Regions from separate parts of the Capsicum annuum genome. Here region 2 is linked to region 1. The links are chromatin contacts, called in public Hi-C maps. All regions are on one chromosome and are shown on one strand. Each heading gives the region's core, a stretch centred on a gene start, on an enhancer-like site or on the middle of the called end of the contact. The rest is flanking DNA. Distances are from core to core; before and after follow the strand shown. Region 1 overlaps LOC107856873 (mRNA-capping enzyme). Region 2 holds the start of LOC107856879.

The links. A called contact is a pair of places that touch in the nucleus more often than the background predicts.
Region 2: a contact with region 1 is called in a Hi-C map of bud, with 3 times the contacts expected there. The contact joins the promoter of LOC107856879 here to the enhancer-like site in region 1. A contact is called at or near these places in 3 of 5 Hi-C or Micro-C datasets (bud, leaf and placenta).

Annotation. Positions count from the first base shown.
Region 1 is chr9:154,675,248-154,678,308 of UCD10Xv1.1, forward strand. LOC107856873 (mRNA-capping enzyme) reads left to right here. Exons shown (of 11, transcript XM_047397051.1): 8 at 256-345; 9 at 519-603; 10 at 847-977; 11 at 1,055-1,751. The coding sequence ends at 1,192. Among protein-coding and RNA genes, the nearest start is that of LOC107856873, 23 kb to the left of the region's middle. Within about 2 kb of position 1,689, at least 4 of the 5 cell types and tissues checked have an H3K27ac peak or open chromatin away from gene starts, as enhancers often do. A contact at or near this core is called in bud and leaf, where this site is marked.
Region 2 is chr9:154,980,798-154,983,931 of UCD10Xv1.1, forward strand. It overlaps LOC107856879, which reads left to right and starts at 1,669. Exons shown (of 5, transcript XM_047397052.1): 1 at 1,669-2,281; 2 at 2,370-2,576. The coding sequence starts at 2,252.

The DNA of each region.
Region 1 (3,061 bases), core at 439-2,938:
TGATTCACTCTCATAAGTCATACGTCTAATTTGACAGAACTAATTTCATCCACCACAACTAAGTGTAGTTACCTTCACTTACATGCTTGTTGCCCCCTCTTGAGGTGTCTGTTTGTGCGTGTTTTCTGTTTAATGTAAAGTTGTTAGGACCAGCAACTCTTTTTGTTATGGTTGGTAAATTCTGAAGTTAATATATTCTTTAAACAGCAAATTGCTTGCACCTTTTTTTCTGGCTCCTGATAGTTTACAATACAGGCGTGGAATGCAACTTATGCGCCTCGGGAGCATGATGGCCGTTTGAAATGGAAATATCCCAGAACAAATACTGTTGATTTTCTCTTTGAGGTGGTTATATTTTCTGTCTTCTTTAGATCCCAAACTGCTGTATATTATGAGTGCATATATGCTCGAGCTTTTTCCTGTCTGCACATAGCAGTAGGAGATAACATCACTAAATGGTTGTGATAACTGATAACTTTAGTACCAGGGTAATCTGATTAACAAGTTGGCATTGTCAGGTGGGAGTTGAAGGTAGCAAGTTGCTTTATCTGCAAGAACATGGAAACAATAAACTAATTGAAGGTTGCAGAGTGATGTTTAAAGGTATCTGCTCTTTTCCTCCTCTCTCTGAACTCTATGTCCTATGAGTTTCCAGTGGTAAAGAGATCTCTTCTCTTCTTTGCTTTATTTCCGAAGCCGTCTGTTCCAGCTGGCAGTAAGAATATGAAGAACTATCCCTTGAATTCTATTAGGAATGTTTAGCAGATTTTGTTGCTTAGATAATATGGCTGCCGCCTCAAGTTTTCTTCAAACCAAGTTTGGCCTGAATGGTGCTTTCTCCTGCAGATGAAACTGATTTATCGTTGTACTCGGGTAGGATAATTGAGTGTTCCTGGAATTCTCATGAAGATGCTTGGATCTTTGTGCAGATGCAAACAGACAAATCAAACCCAGATTCTATAAGTGTCTATGAGGAGGTTTGTCATATAGCAACATCATCCTTCATTTACAGCTTTTCCGGCTATTATTGACTCAAGAAACATCTTATGGATAGGCAAAACACGAGACTCAGGGCAATCTTACAGAGGATGCCTTGTTGAATGAGATTGATAAAATTGCAGCTCTACCTATGTATGCTGACTGGGTAAAGCGTCACAGTAGGCCTATTAGAAATGTCTGGACAAGGCAGTGAGGGATTTTTCTGTTTGTTGCCGCATCATTTGGGTGTATTTTTCTAGTTAAAAATGACTGCAGGTTCTTTGCAGTCGTCATTCATATCATTTGGGTGTAGTTTCCTTCTCAAATTTGATTTGCCAAGTTGAGAGGGTGACAATATGGGGATATATCTTCTTTTTGCCCTCCCCACCATTGGGGAATTGAGATGAGAGGCAACGGAGGAGGTTATTAGTCAATTAGAAATGACTGCAGGTTCATTGCAGTCGTCATTTATCATTCGGGAGGTCTTTTTCTTCTCATGTTCTGTTTTGTCAAGTTGAAAGATGGATACAAGTATGGGAAGGCAATATCGAATAGGAGGTGTAGGTGGTGTTTGGAAAAATTTCTAGGAAAGATTAGCGCAATTGGTAACGTGTTTGCTCATTATTCCTTCCTTTCAAATTTATTGCTCAAAGTGGAGCCTTGTGATTTCATACCTGTACTGTAAGTTGCGGTAAAAGGATACTGTTCGGTGATTGTCACATGTAGGAGCTGTAATCTTGAAATGAAATATTAACTCTTGTTTTCTGTCTTCACAATTTAGTAGCCTGGTAAATTATTTTATTTTTTTGGTACACATCATTGGAATACTAGAAAACAGTATGCTTTTATTTCTTGGGTAATAAAAAAATGGAATAACCAAAGTTACTGTAAGACCAAACCTCTGTCGCACATGTTGAAGACAGTTCTAGGAAACAGCACTTGAAGTTGTTGGACTCACCTGGAAGCAGTTATAAAGTGGAGCGATGAATGGAGGCAATACTCCTTAATGCAGCCTCTTTGGTATAAGCTTCAGTCACAGCTTTGAAGTAGCTGTTAGGATTGGCAGTGTCTTTCGTTACTCGCAGCGGTGCTCACGAGGCTTTTTGAGAAGTGAAGTCTGTGATGGTATTTTTAATTCGGCAGGAGCTTTTACGATCAAATGCCGAAAGTATCACCAAACGCAAGACGCCAAATGGTGAATTATCTGCGAAAGCTAAAGCCATATATAATCCTTTTGGGGTCGTTTGGTAAGCTGTATAAGAATAATACAAAAATATGGTATAGTAGTAATGCTTGCATTTTTTTTATGCAGTGTTTGGTTGGATGCATTAAAAGTAACATGAATTGCACAATTTTTAAAAAATAATAATATTTATTTTTAAAAATGCCCTCCGTAAAGGATATGAAAGGGAGACAATTTTGTCTTTTCATGCTAATGCATGCACTCGAATCCATTGCATACTAAAACTATGGATTTTCATGTTTTAGTTATGCACACCTTAATATCAAGTAGAGTGTTTAACTAATGTTAGTTATACATGGGATGAAAAAGCGTACCAAACAAAATATTAGTAATGCACAAAGCTAATATATGCATTATTTTTTATAATACATTCTACCAAATGAGTCCTTAGTATGTTTCCTGTCTGAATTGAATACACAAGGATTATTTCTCTTGATTAGCTAGATAGTGCAAAGCTAAGATTGAAAGGGGAGGACTTCTTAAAGATGTCCGTGTGACGCATATGGTGAGCCCAAAGTTGGCTACTTCAAAGTGGTTAGCAATAGTCATGCTTCCTATAGTCTGAAGTTTACTTCAAGCTGGTGTAGGTTCATTTGTGGTGGTGAAGTTACCAATATTTAAGTATGTTGTTGTTTAATATGAACTACTTTAATTTGATGACTGCGTGCTAACTTGATGGAGGTAATACTCTGCTGCCTAAATTGGTCAATTAGACAAGTGCTTACTTTATATACACTGGTAATGTAGATATTTTTGCCTTATACTATAATTTGACTGATGATAATTTTTACATTATACTATAATTTGACAGTTGTAACATATTATTCACTCCTTTTTCAT
Region 2 (3,134 bases), core at 419-2,918, 310 kb after region 1:
ATTTTATTCCTAATAAATCCTACATTTAAAAGGACTCATAAATTAAATTAGTTAACATAATAAAATTAAATAATAATTTGAAAAAAGTAGTGAAAGGATAATTTTGTCTGTTAAGGAGATTTTAATGAAGGGTAAAAAATTTAAATCACTTTTCTAAGGGTCTTCACACATTTAATATAAGCTTAAGTCATCAACAGACCCTCAAATTTGTCCTGAAAATTCAGTTAGACCCCTCAACTAAGGCCTATATCTTTTGAACTCTTATACTGTATAGAAAATTATTCCTATTAGGCACATTTTGTTAATTAGCAACAAATGTGAATGTGTATTACACTTGCCATGACATGGCAAAAACGACCAATTAAATGATGATATGTGGCATTGAGGGCCCAAATAATTATTAAAAAATAATTATAATTTTTTAAAAAAATAAAATAAAATAAATGTCATACCCCCCCTACCCGCCCCCGCCCCCACGCTCTCTTCATCTTCTTCCCCATTTTCTTCTTCATTTTTTGCCTTTGTTATTCTTTTCTCCTAATCACACCACTCAATTTTTTTCAAATTAATTTTAAATATAAACTTTTATGACACACTTTCTTACTTTGAATTCTTTAATAATTTCAAAGAAAGTAATTTCAAATTCATACTAAGCTTATCGAAAAACATGGAGTTTTGTCGGAAAATTATTTTTACCCATTTTCTTGTTTTGCAGCATTTTCCATTTCCCCCTCACTCCCATGGCTGCTATGAGTTCTTCATTTCACCCTCACTTCCATTTTAGATTCATTTTCCATTTTGTTTTCAAAATTTTTAAACAAAATATGTGTTTCAAGAAGCAATATTCTTCCAACTTCAATGACTTTGCCATAGCTTTGAAGGTAATTTCCGTGACCATTTTCATTTTCTCGGCTTGGGGGTGGGTATGCTTGGTGAAGACAACGGCTTGGGGGTGGGGTGGTGGGGGTGCTTTTCTTTTTAAAAAAAAAATAAAAAATTATTGTTATTATAAAATTATATTAATAAAATAATTAAAGTATAGATTTTTTAATTAAAAAAAGTAAAATAATTTTTGCTCTTATATTCACGCGCCTAAACACTTTCCTTGCCAAATCAGCAATTTGTGCCTGATAGGTATCAATTTTAGCAGTTGAGGACCTGATAGGTACAGACCTTAGTTGAGAGGTCTAAGTGAATTTTCGGGACAAGTTTGAGGGTCTGACGATGACTTAAGTCTTAATATATTATAGATTAAAATGTCTCAATTTTAATGCGCATCAAACTTGGTGTTGAAAATCTTAGTAAAATATATTTTTCATGAACACTACATAGTTTGAGGCATGACGGACACTGTTCCTAAGATATTTCACCGGTATAAGTATATCTCTAGGATTTAACAAACTCTTTGAATATAAATTAGGAGTCATAAACTAACAAAGATTCAATAAAATTCACCTAATATAGGTGTATCCTCAGGGTTTAACGAACTCTTCTAATATAAACTAGGAGCCTAGCATAAACCAATAGAGATTCAATAAAATTGAAAACCCCGCTAGATAAAATGAGGAGGAAGAAGAAGAATGACTATATATTTTTAATCTCAACCAAAAACATAAGATGATATATTTATATGTCAAAGGTGATGTCTGCCAACGTCCCAATTATAGGAATTAAGATAGTATAGAGTAAATGATGGTAATAAAGATGTAAATCTTGGTTACTCAAAGTTGGCTTTGTGAGCACGTAGAAACATTCCTCTGGTACGTATTACTGTGCTTGTGGATACAGATCAGCACAGATGGAATTAAACAAATATGAAGATGATGTATATTAAGCGGTCAAGCAAAAGGCGATCAAAAGGTTGTTTCATTGACCAGTAGTTACTATTTGTATGTCCTGTTTCATTATGTATATTTTGTAAACCAGCAAATGTATTAGTACCAAAATGAGATCAGTATTTGTTCAAAATGACGATGATGTAATCAGATTAACTTACACTATAGATTCCAAAAAGATTAAATTACCGAGACGCCAACGAAGACTAATACATTAGTCAAGAAGAAACAACAACAAAGAAAAGGTTGGCAATTACAAATTGATAATTTGGTAACTTGATCCCCAAGAACCACCGACCCACCCATTGACCAAGTGACCCAATAGCTGCTTTATTGACTGTAATATCCTCTATATGTCATTGCTAATACCAGGCTACTAATTACAATTCTTGACTAATCTTTGTTTGCTTTGTACAATGGCCAAGAAGCTGGTGAAATACGTTGTGGTAATCTCTCTTAATCCCCATTGAGTACTACTATTTTCATTATTCAATTAGCAAATAATTAATTGCATTTTTTTTTCAACTTACTCAGGTGGATGCCTTCACTGATACAGCATTTAAAGGGAACCCGGCTGCTGTATGTGTGCTGGAGGAAGAGAAAGATGATAAATGGCTACAATCTGTTGCTGCGGAGTTCAATGTCTCCCAAACTGCTTATCTCACTTCGCTTAATGAAGTGAATGAGCCCACAAAAACAAATCCCAGATTTGGCCTTCGTTGGTTCACTCCAGTTAATGAGGTTCAACTTCTTCCCGTCTGCGTTTCATTAATATTCAAACAAATGTTATTCAATTAAAGTTAAAATCCCCCCAAAACTGATTCCCACTTTTAGTTTTATTAGGAAGATGGTATAATCCAGGGGAAGGCTAGTAACTGGGTATGTTATCTGCGCTGCGGAACCGATAAACATTTGATTTTGTTTTTGTTCTTTGATTTTACAATAGAAATGAGGCAATGATCTCACTTTACTCTTCATATTAGGTTCTATTTATGAGGGTGTATTGGAGAAAAAAAAAAGCTTTATGCATTGCTTAACTGTTTTTAGTGTTATTCTTTCTTGCGGGTTGCCCTTTTCTGAGCTTATCATGTTGTTTAAACTCGAAAGTGTATTTTGATGGAAGAAACTAGAGAATAAAGTTTGGAGCTCATCTTAGTGAAAATTTGGAGGAAATGAGATCTCTTGGCCACATACAAAATGAATAAAAGAAAATGACTTTTTCAGATCTTATGTGTGAAAGTGACTATTATTAGAAGTCCATAAAACGAAAAATTTTGGTGACCTACAAAACCAATTCTC